Linked DNA regions of Mus musculus: all the other regions are linked to region 1. Evidence: chromatin contacts called from public Hi-C and promoter capture Hi-C data. All regions are on one chromosome and are shown on one strand. Each heading gives the region's core, a stretch centred on a gene start, on an enhancer-like site or on the middle of the called end of the contact. The rest is flanking DNA. Distances are from core to core; before and after follow the strand shown.

Region 1 (3,705 bases), core at 270-2,769:
TTTGAAATACAGGAACGGTGCCTCTGACTTGTAAGGCCCCCTTTTCCCAGGGGTTTTGTGCAGGAGGCAGAACACAGAGCATTACGGGCTTAATGAGAACACATGTTCAGACCTTACAGTAGCACAAGGTAACGGGGAGAAAGACTGCGAGGGGGAGGCTCACAGTGGCCACTACCTAATGAAAACTTAACAGTTACGAGACCCAGCAGAAGAATGTGATGTGTGCTGAGGGAAGAGAGCAGGGAGCAGAAACCACCTCTTCAGCCCTGAATTGAAGCAACTCCCTTAATGCGACTGTCATGTGCTCACTGGGCTTACAGGGAAATGAGCGTATAATAAGGTGTCGAGGAAGGCTAGCAATAACAGAAAGAACCAAACGAGGGGGAGGGGTGTGTGTGTGTGTGTGTGTTAAAAGAACACCAACAAAACAAAAAGCTCACTGGAGAGGATAAACGATGAGCAGAGCCAGAAGTGATATCATACTTCTACAACCCCAGCACTCTGGAAACTGAGGCAGAAGGATCTCAAATTCCAGGCCAGCCTGAGCTACACAGTAAGTTCAAGGCCAGTCTGAACACTGCAAGGCAAGGCTGAAAGCTACGCGTAGCACAGAAGAGAACCTGGTTCAATGCCAGAATACAGATAAGGCCTCCAGACGAAATGGGAAGAACGCTCTACTGGGGAGGTTTTGGTAGGCAGATCTGAGTGAACCGAGACTACAAGAATTTATAAAGACTGAGAGAGAGTTGAGGTGAAAGGAGGTGCAGACTTTACAGAGCAGAGGGGATGGGATAAAGGCAGCAAAGCCATAACTAACTAGAAAACGAATCCTGAACTTTGGTCTCCTGAGTTTTCTCAGTAGTAGCCTTCCTACCAACAGCTCTGTCTGGTTCTCCCTTCAACTGTTTCTCAAGTCTTCGGATAAGAGGTTCTCGGTGTGGTGCTTAAGTAAGCAGCATCAGTATCTAGGAATCCGAATTGTGGGGATGCATGCCAGAGCTCCTGAGTCAGAAAGTGGGGGGAGCGGGGCGGCAATCTGTTCTAACAAGCGCTTCGATTATTCTGATGCTCGTCCAAGTTTGTGGTACTACTGGCTAAGCGGAACGGGAGGGGACAAGTGCCTAACTCAGCTGCTCTGCAGGCAGCAGGGGCTGACGGCGGGTCCCGCGGGTCCGGCGGGTCCTGCGGGTCGGGCGAGGGCTTTCTCCTGCAGAGCACCTGCAGTCCGCCATCCGGGACGCCACACCCTCCACGTTACTCCAGCCACTCCCTCGCCCGGCCCGTTCGCGCCCCGCTTCGCCCTACCTCAGTGTCCGAAAGGACGTGATGGCGACACGGAGGCGAAGTGCCCAGGGAGACGGGAGCAGCTCCGGCACCGGCCGGGAGCCCGCCCAGCACAAGCAGGACGCCTCGCACCCACAGGCAGCCGCCCCAGCGGCCTCGCGGCCCTGGTCCCGGGCCGCCCGCTCCTCCAGACCCAGCGGCCGCCATCTTCGGGCCGGCGTCGTTACCATGGAGTGCGACGCCTCCTCGCCGCCGCCCGCCCTCGCCGCGGACAGGTGGCGGGCCGTAAGCCGCCTCGCCATTGGCCGGCATTACGCCGGGTCCGGCGGAGGACGAGGGCAGCGGCGACCGCGGCGACGCGCGGAGCTGGCCAATGAGCGCCGCGGGGCAGCCCACGTGAACTGAGCTGTGGGAACCCTGGGCTAGCGGGGATTAGTGCAAAGCGGTCGGGCGTGCGGAGCGGCGCATTCAGAAGCTGCTGCTGCCACTTCATTCCGTAGCAGCTAAGCGCTCGGCCCACAGCTGGTCCTGTGAACCAGACCCTTCAGTCCACTCCAGCACCATCACGTAACTACCAAAGCTATTTGGACAGCCAACTAGGGTTATGGTACATATGTGACAGCTTGTCTACCCACTACACAGGGAAAGTTAGAGAGCCCCGAGCTACAAGGTTGAAGTCTGCGCAAAGGTCACTTGCCATAGCATGTGTAAGTCATTCCTTATACCTTAAAGGAGTCTCAACCTTTCTCTGCTTACCGCAAATACTTAATTCCCAACATTGGCTCAACTTTGTAAACATAACTATTCAGCTTCCAAAGCCCATCCCGCCTCTTTTTTGTTGTTGTTACTGGGTTTCTCTGTGTATCCCTGGCTGTCCTGGAACTCACTCTTGTAGACCAGGTTGGTCTCGAACTCAGAAATTTGCCTGCCTCTGCCTCCCAATTGCTGGGATTAAAGGCGTGTCACCACTGCTGGGCTTCCTAACTACTTTAAAGATGGAATTCTAGAAATTGTTTAAAGCAGCACTTATTGTCCATTCAATTTCAGTTCTCAAAATTGCAAACCCCACCTCAGTTTATGGTGATTTGTCAAGATAGATCTGACACCCTCTTCTGTATCTAAAGACTACAGTGTACTTACATATAAATCTTTTAAAAAAAAAAAATCCCGCCGGGCGTGGCAGTGTACTTACATATAAATCTTTTAAAAAAAAAAATCCCGCCGGGCGTGGTGGCGCACGCCTTTAATCTCAGCACTCGGGAGGCTGAGGTAGGTGGATTTCTGAGTTCAAGGCCAGCCTGGTCTACAGAGTGAGTTCCAGGACAGCCAGGGCTATACAGAGAAACCCTGTCTCGAAGAAAAAAAAAAAAAAAATCCCAGCGGAGTACCTAAGACCCCTGTGCCGCTCCTTTCAGACACCTAACCTTTCCAGTGGTCACTGCTGACCACATAACTGACACACAAGTAGCTTTTGGGGAAAACAATTTAGATTATAATAAATCCAAGACTGACACCCCTAAAAAGTAGTTTCCAATATTAAGTACATAGGAATCTAGTGAGCTAACCTAGTTGCTCTTTATTACTCCTTTGGAGACCACTCACAACCCAGCAAGGAACACTTTTCCAAAAGTACAACTTGCAATGCCAACTTCGCTTTGAACTAACCAACCTTTCTGGGAACTGCCTTGTGCCCTCTGATGCAGTTTTCCCCGCAATAGTTGCAGTACCATCATCTTGGTGGAAAGGACTCAACCATTTTTTGGGGTGTGGGGGTACCTCACTATAGACCAGGCTGGCCTTTAACTCAAGAGATTTGACCACCACTGCCTGGCCATTTCTTTAATAGCTCAGGCTCTGTAGCACAGTCCAGTCTAAATTGGTTAATAAAAGAACTTGTTAGCAACCTAAATATGCCTTATTTCCAGGATATCCTCAAACCTTCATGTGTTTGAGAGCCCTGCATACTTTTGTAAATATGCTATTATCAACCCTGCAGGTACTGAAACCAGCCATTTTCAAGGGCAGTTTTCCAAGGTAGAAATAAAATGCACTAGTCTGACCTTTTCAGGACATACTACTTTCACTTGACCAATCCCAAATCAGTCCCCAACACCACCATGCCATCCTACCCCCGTTTATCCAGACAAGCACCATTCAAATTCTTCCCAAGTCCCTCCTGAGTTCTGGATTTGTATGGGGAACAAGCATGCACTATTACCATGGTGCCTCACCTCACGCCCACAGCATGGCAGTGGTCAGTGTCTCAGTGAGATCCACCTCAGGCCTATGATGACTTGATGCTTCTTTCACTAAAAATCTAGAATGGAAATCACGCTCCTATAGGTTACTCATATAACCCAGCTCTGCTCCAGCATTAATTAACAGAAAACTTTTCCTGAGACAGGCTCTCACTATACAGTC
Region 2 (4,065 bases), core at 1,210-3,709, 640 kb after region 1:
TGGAGGATGGGGGTGGGGTGATGGGACAGACAGGGTTCTCTGCAAGAACAGTAAACCAGGTTAGCCTTGAACTCAGATCCACCTGCCTCTGCCTCCCAAGTGCTGGAATTAAGGCATTCACCACCACTGTCTGGCTTTCATTAGATCTCTAGGGTTTAGGTCTGGGCTGTGGCTCTCAGTGTTTTGTGAAGGGTGGCTCCTGAGCATGCTCAGATTTAGGATTTGATCCCCAGCGTGCACCCACACCGTAGTGGTTCAAACCTGTAATCTTAGTGTGGGTGTTATAGGCAGCAGCATCAGGAATTCAAGCTCATCTCTCTGTATTGGAAGTCTGAAACCAATCTGAGGTGCACAGGATCTTGTCTCAACCTGATTTCAAAATGTGGCCTTATTAAAATAATGTATCTAAGGGTCTGGGAATATAGCTCATCCTTGCACGCATGAGGCTCTGTTTTAAATCCTTAGCACTGACCCAACCCAATATTATTATTTACTTCTTCCCTTAAGCTTTTTTTTTAAAGCGTTTATTTTGTGTCATGGCATGTGTATGGGAATTCGTTTTTTCCTTTCACTACCTAAGTCTCAGGATTGAACTCTGGCATCAGGTTTGAAAACGAGTGCCTTTACCAGCTGAGCCATCTTACTGGCCTGCTTAAGCTTTTTCCTTTTTACACACACACACACACACACACACACACACACACACACACATATATATAATTTTTATGTGTGTTTTCCCCTGTATATATGTGTTTAACTCCTGCTGCCCTTGGGATTACAAACAATTGTGAGCTGCAGTGTGGGTGGTGGGAACCCACGCTGGGTACTCTCCAGGAGGAGCAAATCTCTCCAGCCCTTGCTTATGCTTGTTCAGTCTTTCATAAAATGCTAAGCCGCTCTTCGGACAAGTCACATATGAACTCATAGGATCACTGGCATGTTTGTTACTAACATCATTCTTCACTGTGTACAGAGAAATACAGCTCAATACCATTCTATATATTTAGAACATTTACTGAGGTAACAAAACATGCATTTTTCTATATTCATGTGAAAACGGCTTCGTGAAGCTGCTATGGAAATATAGCCACTCTCCCCTACCTTGTTTGTTGTTGGGTTGTTTTTTTTTTAAGGATTTACTTATTTTATGTCTATGGGTATTTTGTTTGCATGTGTGACTAAGTACCACATGCAACCTCTGCCCACAGAGGCCAGAAGACAGCATCTGATCTTCATGTGGGTGCTGGGAACTCAACCGCAGGCCTCTGGAGGAGTAGTCAGTGCTGTTAACCACTGAGAAATATCTCCAGCCCTCCACCATGATTTTGAGACAGGGTATCTCACTGGGATTTGCAGATGAAGCCAGGATGGCTAGCCAGGGAGTCCTAGAGTCTTGTTTCTCTATTACTGGGACCAAATTCCCATCACCGGGATTACAGTGTACGACGACTTTTTACAGGGGTGCAGGAATTGAACTCAGGTCTTCATGCTTTCAGAGCAAGCAGTGACAGACTGAGCTATCTCTACAGCCCTTCACCAACCAGTTGCATACCCTGGGGACAAAAAAATCCTCTCTTGGGCGCAGTGAGATGGCTAGCTGGTAAAGGGCCTTGTACCCAAACCTGATACCTGGGTTCAATCTCCAGGATCCACATAGTTCAAGAACAGAACAGAACCAATTCCCCAAAGTTATCCCTTGATCCTAAGTAGCATGCATACACCCAAACACTCAGCCACACCCACAAGCACACGAACCTTTTTTTTTCTTTTGTAAGATGAAGTTAGTGATGTATATGTCCTATAGTCTGAACTGACCGCCCTCTTCTAGCAACCTAAGGTGGCGATCGACGCTATATGAAAAGGGCTTTGTAAAGACACAAGTCGGGTGCCAGAAGTAAGCATATCCTTCCTGGCACAGGTATGCACACAGTAACCATAGGAGTACAGCTTGTAAGCCGCTTGTTTCCAGCTTCTATTTTTCCTGTCCCGCGTGCGCACCCCCTAAAGCCTCCAAGAAGTCAACCACTTCCACAGCGCCAGTTTAGGCTCCCGGTAAGACCTGCTAGTCAGACTGCAGAATTCCGTGATGGAGAAATCACTACGTCGGAATGCATAAACCCGCCCAATCCCTTCCCCAGCCCGGCCCCTCTCCGTGTCTCCTTAGGGAAGCTCACGCATCCAAAAGCCCCGGCCCCATCCCCACATCGCCCTCCGTGCCCTGTCTGCTACGCGCCTTTGCTGGAAAATGGGCCTCAGAATGTAGGTGTTCTCAGGCTCCCCTGAGTTCTTGTCGACCTCACTCAAGCCCTCGGAGTGAGCCGATAAGGACAGGCCGCGGAAGGACACAGCCATATCCCTGCGTCTGGTCCAACAGATCTCTAGAAGGAAGTGTGGTCGGTTGCGGCTCCGAAGATCCCGGCACAGGTCGCTAGGGCAACGGGTCTCACACGTGACGTGTGGTGACCACCGCTGCGCCTGCGCACTGGCTGGAGGCCGTGAGCCCGCTGGGAAATGAGTACCAAACCGAGACCAGGACTTTTTAAGAGAAGTTAGGCAACCGACCACTTGCCACTGAGAGGCAGACCAAACCAGACCTAACTTCCTTTTTTTTTTCTTCCTATTTTTTTGAGACAGGATGCAAATAGCTCAGACTGGCCTCTAATTCCTGCCTCCATCTCCCCAGGTTTGGGATAACAGAGTTATCGGTGCCAAGTTCTATGGGTGCTGGAACTAGAACGCTACTGGGTCACAACTGCACACCGTCCCTTCTGGGTTTGGACAACTTGTGAGTTAAAAGTAGGAAACAAGTAGAATTTATATGTAATTTTGCTTTGTTTCCAGACAGGGTTTCTCTAAATCCTCTTGACTGTCTTGGAACTGACTCTGTAGACCATACTGGTTTCAAACGCCCAGAGAGCCACTTGCCTCTGGCTTCTAAATGCTGAGATTACAGGTGTTGGCCACCAAACAGACCCAGCACACATTTTTGTTTGCTTGTTTTTATTTTACATTTTTGTTATACAATATATTCTTAACATGCTTTCCATCTCTACCCCCTTGTGAGGTTCAAAGGAAACTCTAAACTACAAAAGATAGCCCAAATATCCAGATATAAGCTCAAAGTGGAGTAGAGTATTTCTAGCTGTGAGATAAAAGCCCGCATTGCTCAGGAAATTGTGAGACCAATTCCCTTACCTCTGGTAGAAGGGACATAAGCCTACTCAGGCTTATGTGAAGGTATCAAAACACATGCTGGCTTTCCTGAAAGATAGCCTTGACCACATCCAGTCTCCTGTCTATGTTCTAAGTCTACTTCTTTCCCTCTGTACTCTCGACTATTTCAGATGTCTCTGGCTCTTCTCTTTTTGTTTTTTGTTTTTTTAAAGATTTATTTATTTATTATATGAAAGTACACCGTAGCTGTCCAGAAGAGGGAGTCAGATCTTGTTACAGATGGTTGTGAGCCACCATGTGGTTGCTGGGATTTGAACTCCGGACCTTCGGGAGAGCAGTAGGGTGCTCTTACCCACTGAGCCATCTCACCAGCCTGTTTTTTGTTTTTTTGAGACAGGGTTTCTCTGTGTAGCCCTGGCTGTCCTGGAACTCACTCTATAGACCAGGCTGGCCTCGAACTCAGAAATCTGCCTGCCTCTGCCTCCCAAGTGTTGGGATTAAAAGCGTATGCCATCACCGCCCAGCCTGGGGGTTGGGGGGCGGGGAGGGGGCGGCAAGCCGGGCATGGTAGCACATGCTTTTAACTCCAGCACCATGTAGGCAGGGGCAGGCAGATTTTGAAGTCTGAGACCAGCCAGTTCTCTTTGTTTTTTTGTTTTTTGTTTCCCAAGACAGGGTCTTTCTGCATAGCCCTGGTTGTCCTAGACCTATAGAGCAGAGGGTGTGCCTGTTCTACTGAGGGAGTTTTGTTAGATCCCAAAGAAAACCAAGACCAGTATCTGTGGCTCCTTCTATCACTCTCACCCGGCCCCCACTTTAAACCACTCCAACCCAGGGGCTGGGCTTCATTTCTCTTCCCCGACCAAAACCTCACCCCACCCCCTGCTTGAT
Region 3 (3,779 bases), core at 909-3,408, 680 kb before region 1:
CTATGGAGAAACCAAACTGAGGAAGGAAAGGGCGCTGCCCAACCTACAAATGCAGCCTGGTGTATTCTGTACCTTCACGTTTAAGGACTGGGAGTAAGGGAGGTGGGGGGTGGGGCTGGAACAAACCCAGAAAATGTGACCATGTTCTTAGGAAGTCAGGAGCTTGGACCCAAACCAACCAATACAGTCAGACCAGTCTCAAGTGGAAACATGTCCGGGCTCTGTGTCCTAGGGGCCCAGGACCACTCTGTGGTAAGGCAGCTTGCTTTGCTCTCAGTGTGTTGCCTTTTGGAGGCTTATTATAGAACGAGGTTTGTATGGTAATCTGATTCCCCAGGGTTGGCAGGAAGCTGTCTGTCTGTCTGTCTGTCTGTCTGTCTGTTTGTCTCCCCACTACAGTGTTAGGAAGGTTTATTCAGCACTGGATCTGCAGCACAGAGACCAGTAGGTGAGCATGTGCTGGGGTGGGGGTGGGGGTGGGGGTGGGGGTGGGGGTGGGGAAGTCCTACTGGCCTGATCAGTCGCTACACCATCACCAGGAGAAACAGGCAGACGAGGAAAGAACCCAGTTTTAAGGCTGGTTTTGTGTTCATTTGGGGGCTTTATTCATCTCATGGTTGATAAAGAATCAGCTTATTCGTATCAAAAAGCATTCACTGCTGGGCACATAGTCCTCTGGGAGGTTTTAATACGGCCAAGATAATGAAGAGTACATTTTACCACCCAAGATACACGTCAGTGGGCGCACAGGGAGAACAGAACTATGAAACCAACATGACAGCGGCTAATAACTTATCCTCACATGGCAGATGTGTGCTTCTGCTGTTGGGGGGTCAAAAGCAAGTTGAACCCAGGAGGAGAGTGGCAGGGGGATGGGAAGAGTCTGAGCATTGTACAATGAAAATTGGGTGCTAATTTTGTAGGCATTGTCAAAGAAAAGGCCCCAGGCTCTTCAGAAGGTGCCTGTTAATTCTGCAAAATTAACCCTTGCCTGGGCAAATTCTGGTGATGGGAGCTGACACCAGGGCTTGATGGGCCCCGTGTGGAATTCCCAGCATCCATCCCTCTTGAGGGTCCCGAGAACTGAGACTGACTGTCTAGCCGGGTGAATTAGGGCACAGCTTCATTTCCCAGTGCTGAATTGAATTTCCTGCCTTTATCAGTGGAAGCTGACATGTTAAATCTGGGCTCCTTTGTTTATTGTTTTTAAAAAAAAGTTTGTATTTAAGGGGAAATGTTTAAACGGAAAAATCTCACCAGGCAAACTTTGCAAAGCTGGCACCAGGGAGGAACTCAGCTTCCGGCACCTCACATCTGACTTCTCTGAAGGCTTTGCCAGTCAATGAGACTTAGCAGAGAAAAACACCTCCAAGTATAAGGAGTATCCAGGCCATCCTAGGCTGGGAAATCCCACTCTGATTGGGTATTTTCTGGAAGTCAATGTTAAGTTCTCCTTCCATCCTGCCCACTGATCTAGGCTGCTAACGAATATTCATTGCCAAAAGCAACCAGTTCCTGCCTGCTGCCAGATTTCTGCTTGAACAGGGAGGGCAGGCCCCGCCCCTCCAATGAGGAGTGGCTTTCTCAATGAACGTGTCTCATAAAGCCACCCAAAAGGACCATGCAGAATCTCACTTAAATCGATCCTTGGTGATGTGAGTCTTCTGCATTCACCGTTCCCATGGTCTTTCCTGGGCATAACATCCGTCAAGATAGACAATGAGTACTCAGTAAGCCAAGGCTGAGGCCATGAGGGGGGATTTCCAAAGTCTCTAAATCCCAGGAGACCATGAGGACTAAAGGGCTTTGAAAGGAGGGAGATGGACATTCTCTGAACTGAGGGGACAAAGCCCTTCTCGCCAGCGGCAATGTCCAGAGCATCCTAGTGCTGCCCGGATGCTAGAAACCCAAAGGTGTGCAGCACCTGCTGGTCTAGCCTCCTCTCTAGCTCCAGAAAAATTACCAAGAGCCAGAGCTGGATCCTTTGGCAAAACCTAGAGAAGATCTGGAGGAAAAACAGATGTGAGTCCAATTTTGGCTACTAGGCATGGCTGTCTTTATGCTCAAGGGACTGGAAGGGAACACAGTGAGGATGGCCTCCTCATGGGGACAAGAGTCTTTCTATAGGCCACATGGGGGCAGTCCAAGCAAAGCAGCTGGGTGAGCGAGCACTCCTGCTAGGGCAGGCTCTTGCGCATCCACACAATCTTGCCAACTTGATCTGCAAAGCACAGATGCACAAGCTGGCAACAGAAAAGTACCTTGGTCCAATGCTGACCACGCCAAATGCAGTCTAGAAATGGTTAGCAAACTGAAGGGTGCCTACCTCACTGGGAGGAAAAATAGTACCCTGGAGCCCTGGGCATGAGAAACAAAACCATACAACCAGAGAGCCTCAAAGTATCCAGCACCCTAGAACAGGGCATGAACTTTGAACAAAAACACTCCAACTCTGTTATGTTCAGCTCATTTCCCCCCAGTTACTAAGTAGCCAGCCCCCCAGAGCCTATCTCAGGGTGAAAGCATCAGCTCCCAAGCTCTGCAGTGCAACTGTTCACTCGAGGAAAGCTCTGGACCAGCAGTTACAACATCCTGACCCACTGGGAATGGCCTAGACTAACCAGCGGATATGGCACCAAAACCTGATACCTTCAATTTATGTCTAACATCTGGATGCCAGATGGGGGAGACTTAGCCTAAGCTCTCCTTCCTTTGCCAGACCTCAACCACTGGTCCAATGAGCTAACCAGAGTACACTTTGATCACCAAGAGGGACTAGCCCACTGTGTCTAGGGGCGGTTCTCATTCCAGCAAAGTGTTCTTCTCCCAGCTATAAAACTATCCCTGAAAGACGCAAGTCTGTCTTCCAGACTTGTCCTGAGTCACCTTTCTCATTGGCCTTACCCCAACACAGGGCAAGAGCCTCCGACCAAACAAGAACAAAGGAAGGGAGAGTCCTGTCATTACGGCACTCCTGGGAGCATCCTGCCATGCTCCCTCTTAGTCATTCTATGGTTTTATGATAGAAAACAAACAAAAGATAGGTAATACTGCATGAGCATAGCTCTTTGTTTTTTCTTAGTCATCACCATATAAAGATTGTTGGATCATTGGCAACTTGACAGACTCTATATGTCACTTTCTGTCTCCCCAGGAAGCGGGAGTAACAGCTTTTGGTTCCTTCAGCTCCTGTAATATCTTCCTCTCACCCTGGCACTGTATAGAAGAAAAGAAGGAGCCAGATACCAAGGAGCTGATGCTGTAAAAGGCCATGTGTAGACAGATGTGTGCACTGAGTGTCATGAAGGCTTGTGCTTATAACTTCTAAAGACAAGCTCTGTGAAGGAGCTTTTCTGGGCCTGAGTCCCCAAACCTCCCATCTCTAAGTCTATGCCTACCTGCAAGAGCAGGTTTCCCCCCCTAGAGGACTCCCATCTTACCTCGAAAGACCCGCCTCTGAGACCCCAAGAGCTGGCAGACTTCAGCAGAGGACCTGCAGGAGTTGACATATTTCTGGATCCTGTCTGCCAGGTCAAACAGTGTCACATTGGAGGCCAGGGCAAAGGTGGTTTTCAGTGAGATGAAAACTGTACTGGGCTCCCTGTGGGCAAAGTTAGCAAGGCCTTAACTGACTTGAAATGACATGTGGGTTCCAGGTAGCTTGCAAAGTACATGTTACTGCCATTCTCCACAGAAAAAATAGGAGAGTATAAAGGCCCAGAGACCGTGGTCTTGGGTTACCCGGTGTATTGGCTGTAAAACAGAGACTGGCTTTATTT

The links. Promoter capture Hi-C pulls out the DNA fragments that hold promoters and counts their contacts. Hi-C and Micro-C count contacts between places; a contact is called where the count stands out from the background.
Region 2: a contact with region 1 is called in a promoter capture Hi-C map of erythroid cells, with 6 times the contacts expected there. The contact joins the promoter of Tctex1d2 here to the promoter of Lmln in region 1. A contact is called at or near these places in 2 of 39 promoter capture datasets (erythroid cells and liver), 2 of 484 Hi-C or Micro-C datasets (CD4 T cells and muscle stem cells) and 1 of 115 datasets of contacts at active chromatin or transcription factors (astrocytes).
Region 3: a contact with region 1 is called in a Hi-C map of cortical neurons, with 4 times the contacts expected there. The contact joins the enhancer-like site here to the promoter of Lmln in region 1. A contact is called at or near these places in 1 of 39 promoter capture datasets (hippocampal neurons), 1 of 484 Hi-C or Micro-C datasets (cortical neurons) and 1 of 115 datasets of contacts at active chromatin or transcription factors (effector CD8 T cells).

The regions. Positions count from the first base shown.
Region 1 is chr16:33,060,335-33,064,039 of GRCm38.p6, reverse strand. Lmln (leishmanolysin-like (metallopeptidase M8 family)) reads right to left here and starts at 1,519. Exons shown (of 17, transcript NM_172823.2): 1 at 1,306-1,519. The coding sequence starts at 1,491.
Region 2 is chr16:32,418,096-32,422,160 of GRCm38.p6, reverse strand. It overlaps Tctex1d2 (Tctex1 domain containing 2), which reads right to left and starts at 2,459. Exons shown (of 5, transcript NM_025329.4): 1 at 2,234-2,459. The coding sequence starts at 2,352.
Region 3 is chr16:33,738,385-33,742,163 of GRCm38.p6, reverse strand. It overlaps Heg1 (heart development protein with EGF-like domains 1), which reads right to left. Exons shown (of 15, transcript NM_175256.5): 9 at 3,441-3,601. Among named protein-coding and RNA genes, the nearest start is that of Muc13, 54 kb to the left of the region's middle. Within about 2 kb of position 2,158, at least 79 of the 459 cell types and tissues checked have an H3K27ac peak or open chromatin away from gene starts, as enhancers often do. A contact at or near this core is called in cortical neurons and hippocampal neurons, where this site is marked.